2 separate regions of the Macaca mulatta genome follow, and region 1 is linked to region 2. The links are chromatin contacts, called in public Hi-C maps. All regions are on one chromosome and are shown on one strand. The core of a region is the stretch at or near the end of the contact, and the rest is flanking DNA. Distances in the headings are between cores, read along the strand shown.

Evidence for each region. A called contact is a pair of places that touch in the nucleus more often than the background predicts.
Region 1: a Hi-C map of sperm shows a contact between it and region 2, with 3 times the contacts expected there. The contact joins two enhancer-like sites. A contact is called at or near these places in 4 of 14 Hi-C or Micro-C datasets (fetal cortex germinal zone, fetal cortical plate, fibroblasts and 1 more).

Annotation. Positions count from the first base shown.
Region 1 is chr12:82,061,871-82,068,756 of T2T-MMU8v2.0, reverse strand. No RefSeq gene overlaps it. Among named protein-coding and RNA genes, the nearest start is that of HNRNPA3, 64 kb to the left of the region's middle. Within about 2 kb of position 5,261, at least 13 of the 40 cell types and tissues checked have an H3K27ac peak or open chromatin away from gene starts, as enhancers often do.
Region 2 is chr12:81,730,355-81,737,675 of T2T-MMU8v2.0, reverse strand. The region is part of intron 11 of LOC106992627 (a long non-coding RNA gene); the gene reads right to left. Among named protein-coding and RNA genes, the nearest start is that of HNRNPA3, 400 kb to the left of the region's middle. Within about 2 kb of position 3,140, at least 7 of the 40 cell types and tissues checked have an H3K27ac peak or open chromatin away from gene starts, as enhancers often do.

The DNA.
Region 1 (6,886 bases), core at 4,012-6,511, 330 kb before region 2:
CTATTGACTTTTAAAATGTCTTATCTTATTAATGTCATTCTGGGCATGAAGAATAAAGTGTGGAAAATGCTTGTCATAATAATCCTATTGTCATGAGATTCTCCTTTTTGAATAAAATAGCTCACATTTGTTGTTTCTTTTCTGGGGAGTGGCAGTTGGGAAAGGGGAAAGTAAGTTTTGTAGATAAAGCAAACAGATCCCTCACTTTTAGATTAGTGAAGGATATGGTGATTTTTAAAAATACAAATATATGCTCTACCTATAATATGTATTAAATGTCAGATACATCTTCTAGAAATCTTGCCCTCATATTTACAATGGCCATACAAATGTCCTCATATAGTTCTATCTAATTGATTCTGTTTCCTTCATTTCTGTTTTTCTGTTCTTTCCTTTCAATCAGCTTCCTAAGGTTGAATATTTTTCTGTTCTTATTGCCTTCATCAAAACCACCACTTAAACTTTAACGAGCTTAAAATTGAGATATTAAGCACAGAAAATAGGAAAAACAAAAGTTTTAACTGAATTTTTTATGTCATATACTTGAAGCATGTTTCATGAATGAATAACATACATGATTAACATGCATTTAAAATAGTATGTGGATTGCACAATGAAAATGCTATCATTTATTGAGTGGAATCTGTATTTTCATTTAATTTAATATATTTCACTTACAAAATTAGCAAGGTAGTTATGCAGCATATATATGCATATGTTTTATAAAAGCATACATTTTAAACTTTTTCCTTTTGGGAAAAAATTCATGTATATAGTTATTGAGGCTTTACTCTTTTTTTTTTTTTTCTTTTGAGACGGAGTCTCGCTCTGTCACCCAGGCTGGAGTGCAGTGGCTGGATCTCGGCTCACTGCAAGCTCTGCCTCCCGGGTTTACGCCATTCTCCTGCCTCAGCCTCCCGAGTAGCTGGGACTACAGGCACCTGCCACCTTGCCCAGCTAGTTTTTTTGTATTTTTTAGTAGAGACGGGGTTTCACCATGTTAGCCAGGATGGTCTTGATCTCCTGACCTCGTGATCCGCCTGCCTGGGCCTCCCAAAGTGCTGGGATTACAGGCTTGAGCCACCACGCCCGGCCGAGGCTTTACTCTTAAAACCAAGGTGACCCTCAGTTTTGAAAAGTACAGAGCAGTATAGTGAATGATTAACAAATTATACTCTGCAAAATAAGCCTTAGCTGTGCATTAATACTAGTAGATACTATTTCTGCATTCCTATTTGTGCTAGGCAATGTGCTAAATGCTTTATATACATTAACCTCATTTCAGTTCATTTAACTTCATAAGAAAGCCGTTGGTTAGGAATTTTTACCCTCATTTTACAGATGAGAAAACGGAAATGGAGTTGAATGACTTACTCAAGGTCTCAGAGTTAGTCAGTGGTAAAGTTAGTATTTGGATTCATGGCTATCCAATTACACATACAGCATGGTTGAACAAGATCAAGAGGTTTAAAATACCTGTAAAAATTTTTGATTAGATAAATATGATGTGGAAAAATATAATAATGATGGCAATAAATAATTAGTAAATGTTAGAAGACAGAGTTTAAGAGACAAGGATATGATGCATAACCCCTTTTCTCCTGTAGAAGTAGATGAGAAAGTTGTAGTAGAGGAGATGCGATGATAGTTCTGTAAAACTGTGAAGTAAGCATTGATTATTTGCTTGATTCATTAATTTACTTAACTAGGCTTTTATTGGCCACTCTGTTGGGTGGTGGTATAGAAAGATCAGTAGGAAACATGCCTTCTTTTACAAAGTTGACAGTCTTTTGAGTATGTAGTGCATCCACAGGTAAATAGTGCAGAGGTTCAAGAATGACTATAGATTGTACTGATTACAAAGGAAGGTATGTAATCTAGAAAGGAGTGCATGGTGGGTGGGAAGGAGACCTACCCTGAGTTTTAAAGTTCATTATGTCAGGCAGGTAATATGGTCAGATTCCAGGTAGAGAAAACAGGTGATAGAAAGCCAAGAAGGTTCATATGAGAGTGGGTAGGTTAGTGCAGCAATTGATGAACCTGAAGACAGACAGATAGAAAGACTAGATCTTCCAGGGCTGAACAGGATAGAGGTTGCTGTAAGGCTGTGGGGAAGAGGCGTGGTGAGATCCACGTTAGGACAAACATGCTGGCTGTAGTGTGGAGAGAGGGTTGGAGAGGGGCCATGCTGGAGAAAACCAGTTAGGAGGCTGTTGCAGACAGGAGGAAAGTGACAAGGGCCTGATGGTGGGCAATAATGGGGGTTTTAGTGAGAAGGGGACAGCCCAGGATATCAAAGAAAACAAGAGAAGAAAAGTTTCAAGGAGGAAGAAACAGTAAACAGTATCAAATGATGTAGAGAAAAGATATTCATTGGGTTGAATAGCAAGATCTCTGGTGACTCTTGCTAGAGAAGCAAGTGTTAGTGGTTCACAGAGAAGCCTTTGGGGTAGGGGAGTGACCCGGGGGCGAGTGGGAAGGAAACACAGTGAGTGCCCAGTGTTTTCCTTTGCTACTCCCTGTGCTGATTTCCTCCTCTACTTCCAATCTTGGGAAAGAAAAAAACCACTTATTGGACAATTAGTGAAAACTAGTGCATGCTATAAGCCTCAAAATGACCCTATGATGTTGGGCCCACTGTGATCTTTATTTTCTAGGTGGGGAACAGAGAGTTTGAGAGATTTATACCCCAGCCCAAGATCCACAGTTAGTAAATGGCAGGGCTCTAGTTCTAATCCAAGTCAGTGTGATTCCAGAGCTCATAGTCTCACCACTACCCTCTTCTAGAATTTAGAGTCTTCATGCGTGCTCTTCTCTCCTTCCCTCTCAAGACTATTTGCAATCATGGAGCTAATAGACTTATTTTCACCAAAACATAAATGATGGGCACAGCTTATTATGTTTTTTTTTTTTTTCCCTGGATGTATTTTGAAATGACCATTGGATGTACTTCTTTTTGCATTTTTATTGTGAAATAAAGCACCATTTTTGGCACTTTATGTAAGTGGAATCATTTGTATTCTTCTGTATCTTGCTGCTTTTGCTCAAAATTACATTTTGCGATTCATCCACATTGAGTGTGGCATTAGTGCATTCATTTTCAATGCTGAATAATATTTCCTTATATGAATTTACCATATTATTTGCCATGCTGTTTTATTCTTTAGGGACTTGTGGGTTATTTCTAGTGATGAACAATTATGACCGATGTTGTCTCTTTTTTTTAAAAGTTCATTTTTCTGTTCAAGAAGCTCTAAGAGTGCGATTTGAAACATCTTTAAATATTTTAGGAGGTCAGGATCCCTTTCCAATTCCCTTGAAATGAAACCTGACAGGTGGTTCCTGTGGGTTCTTGTGGGTTCCTGATTTGCTTACTCATGAGACCAAACCTGAGAAGTATGAGGAGCATTTCTAAATTAAAATGTTTAAATAGGTTAGGTGAACTGAAAAAACAAAGAAACAGTTATTACCAGATCTCCCATTTCCCCTAGCTCTTCCACTTCATTGTTGCAATCTTAGCTAAATGCAGTCAGCTTGCATATTTTCCTGCATCGGTCCTTTGATCAGTAAAGTAATTTCTTTTCCTTCCTTTGTGCAAATCTTTTGATTATATTAAGTTCATTCTTTAAAGACCAAACATGGTAAAAAAAATTAACAATTTGAATAATTTTAGCAACTATCTAAAATAACTTATTTTACAGGGGATAAAACTAGAAATATTTAATTTTATAAAGTGAATCATCAAAATATAATACAACCAGTGATAAGATCATAGTGTATCACATATTTTAATAACAGCATATAAGATAGACACAGTGAAGTACAGAGGTTCAGGGTATAGGCTCTGGAGTGAAAGACCGGGTTCAAATTTCAACTCTACTTCTTACTGCCTGCATCAATGTGGTGAATTTCTTAACCTTCTAGAAGTAGCTTTCCTCAATTATAAAATAAGGATAATAGTAGTATCTATTTAATAGGGCCGTTGTGACCATCAAGTAAAACACCTCAATAAATGTTAGTTGTTGTTGATATATTTAGCACATCCAAAGGGTAGAATAACCAGAGTATTTATTAACAAATCTTGAGAGAGATAGTTATCTGCTTATGTTATAGCTATTTATTCAACATTTAATAGGTTCCTCTTCTGAGGCAGAGGTTGTGGATCAGACAAAAGTACAACTTGTAGAGGTAAGACAATTAGAAAATTGTAATCAAGTGGCAATGTTAAATAAAATGTATCTGGAAACATAAAGTAGGAAGTGATTGCAGAATGTGGATCAATTGAAGGTACAACTTTCTAGGAATTGTATTTTGAATTTGATCTCAAACAAAGTAATAGTCACAACTTTGCCACAAAGAAAATTGAAGTTCTTCCAGAAAATGTGTGTATGTAAAGAATAGAAGGAAAAATGAGCACGACCTCTTTTAGGGGACAATAGGGATGGAAACTGTGAATGGAATGGGTGAAGAAGGGAGAAATAATTGGTGGAATATTTTATAAACAGCTTTTCTAAAGACTCATATGTTTATTAGATGGTAGAAAAATAAAAAATTCAGTTCCATTTAGATTGGCTTACTGAATTATAAACTTATTAAGGCAAAATGTGACCAATCTGGCAGATTAAAGAAAAGTGGTAATATTTTGGCAAAATAAACTTTCTATATTTTCTTTTTCTTAATAAAGATATAAATAATAAAGCATTTTGACATTTCAAAGATTTAAAATTTATATTGAAAAACCACTCTTGAAATTCCTGTCAGTCATTTGAATCATTTGCTTCTTTTGTCATCTGGTTTTTTTTTTTTTTTTTTTTTTAAGATAAGACTCCTTCCCTACTGCTTCGACTGTAGTTAGTATTTTCTAGGTTGGCTGTAGGGATTGTTCCCTGGAGCTTATATACCCCACCACGCGTTGACGACTCCCCCAAGTCAATAGAATCCACTAGGTGGCGCCCAGGTCTACTGCCGCGTGTCGTCTCCGCTGGGCGCACATCTCGGAACAGCAGTGGATGTTCAAAGAGTGGCTGGAGAGATCAGTCCAACCATGTGGAGCAGCTTCCCTACGGTCTGCTCTTTCAAAAGACTGTAAGCCTAGTGTTCCTTCAAACTGTTACTGTAATGAAATCCCCGAATATGGACAATGATGGTGTGGTTTTGAGTACGAGAAAGCCTGCGGTTTTGCTTCATGAGACTTAAAGACGAGCAGGCAGACATGCATCCATCCAGCTGCACTTCACAGCCCATGCCCCCGGCAAGTAGCAGGCTGGCGACTGAGAAGCTCCCTAGAAGCTACCCTTAATGCCCAAAGATTGATTTAGGCAATGACACTGCAATGTACGGAAAGGGAAAAAGGGACGAGAGGAAGGTATCAAAAAGAAGGAGATTATTTCAATATTAACTTGAGTGCAGGCATAATTCGCTCTCATTTCTGGCAGGCAATTGAGCACTCTGCTTCATATGCAAAATCGAGGGTACATTCTGATGTAGATTTCGCATAGTGGGAAATGAAGGTATTTTGTTTTTCTTTTAAATTGCATTGGGCAATTTCCCTTTATTTCTTATATGAAATGCTGTAGGCTTTGTACAAGTATTTTATACGTTATTACCATTCTTCTAAAAAGGGACAGCTCTTTTCTTTCCAATTTAAAGTAGTGGATAATGACTTTGGCAGCATTTTCTTGCCTTTTTCAAGTTTATGGAACCAATTCCTCATCATTAGGCTGAAGATGCAGATAAGAAAGGACGAGCCTTTTTCTGGAGCTTGTCACATCAATGTTGCTCCTTAGGTGATTAAAAAGAAAGCAGCGAGGATATTGGAGAAAACGTCTGACAAAAGGTAATGGAAACCCAGTAACAGACGAAAACCAGTGATAGATTAGGCAGACCTTCTCTGCTAAGTGCATGTGTGCATTTCAACTCAGGAACAAAAATAAGACCGTGTTCTACGGAGGCTCTTAAAAAACTGACCTGTGCTGGCCCCACATGCTAAGGTTTATTTGAGGCGCCGAAGGTGATTAGATCCAGGAGGAGGCGTTTTTCTGCAGTTTAGCTTAGGAACTCAGAGCCAGCCAAATGCTTACTGCAGCTGCTTGTTGGCTGGTTCAAAGGTATAGAGCTACTTTAATTAAAATCGGCAGGCGCGTTTTGATTTTGGTCAAAATAGATTTTGTTATTTTTAAACTTCCTGTGGAATGAAAAAAAAAGTATTTTAATTCCCTTTTCTTTTGTCCAGCATTCTTATTCCCATTTCCATCCCCTGCTATCATAATAATGGGAGGGGTTCAATATGGAATTCTTAAAAATCTCTCCAGGGTTATAATTTTGGTTCAGGGATAGGCGGTGGTCCAGTAAAAACATCTTTAGCACAAATGTAATTTGGAGTATATGGAAATTGTGTAGTAGTCACAGAGATATTTCTTAAAAATACCTTTGCTAATAATTTTGATAGGCTAAAAGTAGATGAGTGAACATGATATTTGATTATGAAAGGTATTTTGCCTAGTGTTCAACTGGTTTATTGTTTTGAAGGAGGGAAATTGACATGCAATTTAATAAAGAAAGTACATTTTCTAAAAGAAAGCGTTTACTTCTGTTTATTAAAATATGGCATTTCAATATGCAACAAAGAAAAAGTGATTTCTGGTATGATACTAGAAACAAATCTGGAAGTGAAAAAAGGGATGACTGAAAAACAGATTATAGTTAACAATATAAATCTCTAGAAGTAATATACTTTTCACCTCTGGGTGCCACTGTTCAACTGCTTCTTGTTTTTATGACTGTTTGAAAGCCAGATGCTTCTTGTAGATGTATTCTTAAAAGAATCTGTTAAAGAGACATTTCCTCTATCTCTAGTTATCTGCTAAATAACTTTTTTGGCACCTGG
Region 2 (7,321 bases), core at 1,891-4,390:
CAACCAATACTTTCTTTAGGAGGCTAATATCTTCATTGCCAAGACTTAATAAAGATTAATGTGTAGTCATCTTTCTTCTCTCCTTCCTTCCTTTTCCTCCTTTCTTCCTTCCCTCCTTCCTTCTTTTTTTCTTCTTCGCTTCCTTCTTTCCTTCCCTCCCTCCCTCCTTCCTCCTTTCCTTCCGTTTTCCCTCCTTTTCTTTCATTTTATTTTCCTTCCTTCCTTCTTTCTGAATCCTTATTTCTCTTCAATGACTTAGAAAACATCTTAATGAACTTCTTAGAGCAATTCTGCAGCAATGAACATGTCAGGATCACAGATGCCTTTTCTCCAGTATTTACTGGTAAAATGCAGTTCCCATTTTTGCTGTCTGTGTAGTATGCACACCATCCCATTTATGCCTGTAAAGACATCCAGTGTGCTTAGGAGGGCCAGAGAGACCCTTGGAGAGTAGACTTATTGTAAGTTTACTAAAATTAAAACACAAGAAGGTAACAATAACAAGACTTAGGAATTTGCTTAGTAGATAAACAGTGCATTTTTCATTACTTGGTATCTAGCTTGAATTATTGACCTGCATATTTCCAAATACAAAATATAGACAATATTGGACAACACAGAATATTTGATTCTAACATAAAACTATATATTTTAAAATAAGACACACTTGTAATTATCTCTACAACCACTGGATGTCACTATTGCATATGTCAGGCAGTAAAAACTTCCTATCTAGAGAGAGAATCTGAAACTTACTTTAAGAGCTGTCAGTTGCCACCTTGGTGCGCTACCTTTTGATGGAATATGCACTATCGTGTTCCCCATTCCGTGCAGTCAGCCCAATTTTCAATTATGCCACTCTACTGGGAATTCTAATTTACACAGGATGAGATTCCTCAAACACAATTATTTTCTTCACTATATTTAAAAGGAATATGGTACTTCTATAATAGTTCTCAACATTGCGTATTAATTATAACTAGCACATTTTGGATACTAAATGGTGTGAAGTGAAAACATAACCATAAATAACCTAGATTTATAAATACCCACCCCCAAACCCTGCCAATTGCTTACAACAGTTTTATATCTATTTGCTCATCTGTATTCCTGGCATCCCTGGGGGGTTACCTGCTTTAATACTTTTATGAGTCAAAGTTGACCTGTGAAATAAATTGAATCAAGTAATTATTTGCACGGGCATCCCAGGAGTAAAGCACAAGTATACACTGAAAGTGTGTTCCAGACAGTTAATTCCAGTTTGCAAAAGTTACTAGTTCAGATTTTGGTAGTTCTGTGATTTTTCAATTACTTAAAAAATTCCTCAGTCCATGGACCCTTTAATTCTCCTTTTAAAGATTCATTTAAAAAAAAAATCTAGGCCATTTTGTGAGGCTGACATGATAGAAAAAATAGGTCTTTTTCCAAGCTGAAAAAAGGCTGGCCCAGTTCAAGTGCTAGTTAGAGCAGGACCAGGAAAAAGAACGTGGTGAAGGAATTGGAAAAAAGGTTTGCTTTCCCTATAGTTAGAAATGGCCGGGAGCTTTCAAAGAGCTATCCAGTTTAGTTTATTTCCTTTTACTAAAACCCTGGAGTCGTTTTCTTCAACTTCCTCACATGCCCTTGCAGCTCTGGGGAAGCCAGAGCTGTTCTTGGAGGACTACTGGCCTAGATTTAGTGGGGGAGGGGAGATACTCTCTGTTCTAGTGAATTATCAGAGAGCTGTGTTGCTTGCCATCTATGGGATGCTTTGATCCAAAATTTTAGTCATTGTTTCCACATTTAGGGGCTGGAATGAACATCAAAGAAGTGGGTGCATGGAATTTACTGAATGCCAAAGAAGTACAATAACATACAGAGGATATAAGCAAATCCCAGTGGTAAAATTTGCTGCCAATTCTTGCACATAATAGAGGCCCTAAAGTGACAGTTTATCTTTGACAAATGCATAATGATATCAATGCCAAGGGAAGGAACTAGCATGCTGAAAGGTGAATAAAAGAGTCGGGAACAATTCAGTGGACTTACACATTTCCTCACCGTGTTTTCACACAACAAGGAAAGCAGATGACACAGATGCATGAGGTAATCATCAGACAGGCCTGCAAACCCACCAGCCATTTTAAACCAACCTGGTTCTTTCAGGATCCAGCTCTAAAGATGAGAGTAAAATGTGGTTAGAAATCATTCATCTTCTGGAGGAAAAAAATGGAACAAGGAAAGTGAAAATAGCTCTCTTGTTCTGTCTTGGATAGTTCCAGATTTTAGAGCCCATATGTTGTTTGCTATAACTTCCTCGCCTCCCAGGGCCAATGCATTCCAAACGCTTCAGCTAGTGCACTGCACTGAGTAGTCTCAGAAGTTAGGGCTCATTTGTATCCATAGTCTTTGTTCAGATATGGATTAATTTTGGCTAATTTCAGTGGGTGCACATAAAGTAAAATGCACAGAACTGAAACTACTGAAATCAGGCCTTTGTGTGATCATCTAAAAATCTACTTTTCAAGCTCCTTTAAGTTTTATTTTTGAAATAAAAACAATAAAATGACAGTAAAAAGTTTTCAAAAGCATTGACATTATGAGCAATTGCTAACCAAGGCTATTCCCAGAATGATTGAGCAAAATTTGGATATAATTCGAGAAAAGATAACTGCCCTGCAGTGCCAGCTATAAAGACTCCATTCAGGAGGTGATTTCATAATGATCCTACGGAATGTGTCTCTTGTCTCTAGGGCTGGGTATCCATGTGGATGCATATGATGCTATTGTCACTAGGGCTGGCATTGGAGGGCAAAGGCAGATTCTTGTCCTCAAGCTTCAATCTTTACACTATGGAGATTAATGTGTAAGACCTGCTGTAGGTTGCTTTAAAAAACCAGACTGGGTTTGGATATTTAGAGGAAGAGGTCTCAAAAATGCCATAGTACGTGGAAATAGCCTAGAGGGGTTCTGGGCACAATCTGGTAGTGAATCAGGTATAAGCAAAATCAAAATGTGTGTATTTATTTGCAACTCTACTTGCTTGAGCCAGAAATTGTGCCAGCTGCAAATCGAGCCAGCATTTCTGTCCTTGGCTTTAGACAATTAGAGCAGATTTGCTTGTATACACCAAAATCATTTCCAACACAGCCCCCACAGTTCTTTGTGCTGCTTACAAAATTTCCTCTGTGGCCTTGCACTGCATAATAAAGGAGCTCTTGGAGGGATCCTGGTCTGTTTATTGTGCATGTTAAGTAAATGCAATGATTTTCATTATTTCAAACTCCATAATGAAATGACTGAGTGCCCAGCAACATTAGATAATGGACAAACAACTATTCAACTGGCTGTATGAACCATGGCTTTCTCGCATTAAAAGTGTAATATTTATGAGTTAATTTAATCATAGAAGAAAATATTGAGTAGGTGACTGAGTAAAATGATGACTGTGTATTATGTTTTTGCCATGCAGCTGGATAAACACATTCAACGACAGACCTTGGCAAGAACTGCAAAGATGCTCTTGACAATGGCATGAATAAATATTAGGTGTTATCTAGAATTCACCGCATTTGAGGTCTTGTGCAAAGCCAGGTAAGTTTTAACAAAAAAGAATTGTAGCAGAAGCCATGTGTGTACACTGGGATTATGTAAGTACTGGAGTCTTTTTCTGCTGCCCAGGAATTGCTCTAATACTCATTCTCATCCACATCACTGAAAGATTTTCTAAATCATTACCTTTGTCTGCACTGCTAGGAGTGCACTTTAGCATAAGATCCAGGTTTTAGGAATTTCGTGGTAAATTTTTCAATGACATGTACTTGGAGAGAAAAGAAACACTTTGCCTAGGCTATAGAGCTGACAAAAAAAAAAAAAAAAAAAGATTATATTTTGGAGTGACCCAACCCAATCCTTGCAAACAGTAAATTAAAATATTGCTTTGACTTGCTTCTTGAATTTCTTTAAAAGACATAGTTTCTAACTACAAGAAGGACCATAAGAAAAGACCGTTTTTCAGAAGATATTTTGAGTGAAGGTTCAGCAAGACTGATAGTCACTTATTGCACGATTTGTATCCAGGGCAGAAAGAATCAGTGTGCTAAAGAGTATCATAGAAATGTGCCATTACGGTTTTTTTTTTTTTTTCTTTCCTACTCAGAATTGTCATATTACCAATACGGAAAGTTTCTTATTAAGGTCTTTGTTTTCATTTGTTGGAGTGTGCACACAGTCTCTAGAAGATGAGGAGGGGGAGGAGGAACAACAACAACTATGTTCTCTGAGCCAGTGTATGTGCCACAGATTTCTGCTAAATCAGTGAATTTCCTATATTATTCTCTATTTTTTAAATTATACTTTAAGTTCTGGGGTACATGTGCAGAATGTGCAGGCTTGTTACATTGGTGGTTTGCTGCACCCATCAACCCATCATCTACATTAGTTATTTCTCCTAATGCTATCCCTCCCCTAGCCCCCAACCCCCTGACAGGCCCCAGTGTGATGTTCCCCTCCCTGTGTCCATGTGTTATTGTTCAACTCCCATTTATGAGTGAGAACATGCAGTGTTTGGTTTTCTGTTCTTGTGTTAGTTTGCTGAGAATGATGGTTTCTAGCTTCAGGTCCCTGCAAAGGACATGAACTCATCCTTTTTTATGGCTGCATAGTATTCCATGGTGAATATGTGCCACATTTTCTAGTCTCTATTTTGGTGTTGTCTCGGCACTAAAATATGAGGAGAGGATGTGTTAAAGAAGTTAGCAGAGCTTACTAGGAAAAAACACTCTTGCTGGCATGAGTATTCTGGTGTCTAGTCTCGCTGTGTGACCTTGGGCAAGTCACTTTGCCTCTCTGAACCTCAGTTTTCAATCTATAAATTATAATAACATCTGTTTGCCTATGCTAAAGGGTTTAGTTGTGAGAAGAAAACTAGATAATTGATCTAAGGCATTCATTTACTTTATTATTAAACCACAATGGATTTAATTTTAACTGCTTTGTTCCAGAAAGAATTTCAGTTGCACCTAGGGAAGTTAAAATGAAAATTTAAGATATTACTATGACTACATGTACTAATACTACACGATATAGTAAAGCAAATATGATGGCCCATGAGCTTAACATTTTTTCTTTTTTTTTTTGAAGAGACCTTTCAAAATCTTTAAGAGGAAATCTAGCTCACTTCCCAGCTACTTTGTCTTCCTGGTATCCTTCTTAATTACACATATTCTACCTCGACACTTATTTAACAACTATCTGGAGTGCTTAAACCAGATAGAAGTAGCAAGAGGGGTGTTTTGGAGGTATAATCGTCATAACGTGGTGATGGATTGGATATGGGAAAGTGAGAGAGACAAGGTATCAAAAATGACTTGCAGATTTCTTATATAGAAAACAGGAGAAGGACACAGTTTGAAGAAATTAGGCATTTTGTTTTGGATAAATTCAATTTGAGATGACTGTGAAATACCCAAAGGAAAAAAAATCCAGTGAAAGACTGTGAAGGCAGCTATAATGGCAAAAAGCACGGGGGTTGAAGGAAAAGGACTTCAATTAAGGCCCTAATTCTGCATGACCTCAAGAAGGGATGTATTCTTCCTGCGTTTTAGTTTCCTTGTCAGTAAAATGGAGATATTAGTATCTATCTTATCACCTTGTTGGGGGGATACAATAACAATTTTTGAAGGTATTTTATAAGTTACTTTATTTCTTATTATAACAGAGACACAAGAAATAGCACAAAGAAACAGGGTGGACTCTTTCTCTACTGCTACTAGTTGCTTTGGGAGCCTTGGGCTACTGTGTAAATAGGGCCAAGTCCAAGAACCACACTACACACAACTAGTCCTGAAAATGGAACAGAAATGGCATCAAGAAACCCCTATGTCAAAGATGTAAATCCCTTAAAAGGGTGGGCCCAAGTTCCTGAGGAACATGCACTTTGCCAAGAAGCACAAGAAGGGCCGGAAGAAGATGCAGGTCAGTGATGTCAAGGCCACGAGTGAATCAACTGAGGCTATCAGGGCCCTTGTGAAGTCCAAGGAGGTCAAGCCCAAGATCCCAAAGGGCATTAAGTGCAAACTACTTGCCTGCACTGACCACTCCAAGCTCAGGAAATGTGCTCATCCCTGCATCATCAAGGGTTTCAGGCTCTGCCAGCCAAAATCAAAGACCAGGGCTCAAACTAAGCACAGGATGTGGCTCTGTCTCCAGCTCAGGCTCCCAAATGTGGCCAGGCCTCCACCAGAGCTCCCGAGTGGAGGCCTCTTTCTGTCAATATGAGGACAGAAGGATTGGTGTGGCCTCACAGCTACCATCTGCCTGAGGCTGGTGACCTCCTATGCTATTCGTACAAGCTGGAAATTTCTCTCCTGGAAATATCCCCACTAAATAGTAAATGTCTTTTTCTTCTTGGCATTTCACTAGCACACCTTGAGTCTTGGGCAGCATTGGCCTTCTTTTCCTTTGGATTCTCTACCTTTAGGGTAGGCTACAACCATGACTTCATCTGGAAGGGTACACAGAGTTAATGTGGAGAAGGCTCTCCTATGATTCATAGTTCATTAGGGTAAAATTCCCAAGGGCAAGAATCATGGCTCTGGAATGTTATGGGCTTCCAGTGAATACTAATTGATTGGGATTTAGCATTACCATTTTACTGCTAGGCTTAAATTTGTGAGAAGAAGAAGAAATTTTAGCCAGTTGGCTGGAAGGGGAAACATCTCCCTCCCTACTCAACTGGACTTGAAACTATCCACTGTGCGTGCAGAGTCAAGCACCAGCTTGTCCACACAACCTGATGACGGACAGAGGCCATGGAAACGTGAGGTAAGGAACTAGTCCCCATCGCTACCACCATTTATGTTTCCCCAGGGTGAACTCCTTAATCCTCCCTACAACCATACACTGAAAATCAACGTGTGATTAACTATTTTTTGACCACGTCAAAGCCAGGCAGGGAATCTGGCTGCCAACAATAGTTGGGGTAGCTCTGGCTATTGCAGAGATTATTGGAGAAGGCAGAAAGCAGCTCTCTTTACACGATATAAGAAATGAGCCTAAGAAGGCTCATTCTTAGAGGAATAGGGTGAATAGACTCTCTAATATACTGTTAAATATAGACTTTAGAAAACTCAAACATTTTTACAAACCCTAATGATGCAGGAAGGAACACAGAAATATCTGAAATGCTTCTCAGTCTATCTTTTTGGAGTGAGTAAACTAGTAGATAAATGACAAATGACTTGGTCTTGGATAATGTCTTTATGCAGTAATGTAAGTTTTGTTCTGTTATCTTTGATTCTTATATATTTTTTGTCTCTGTTTCATGCCTGAGAATTTCCAA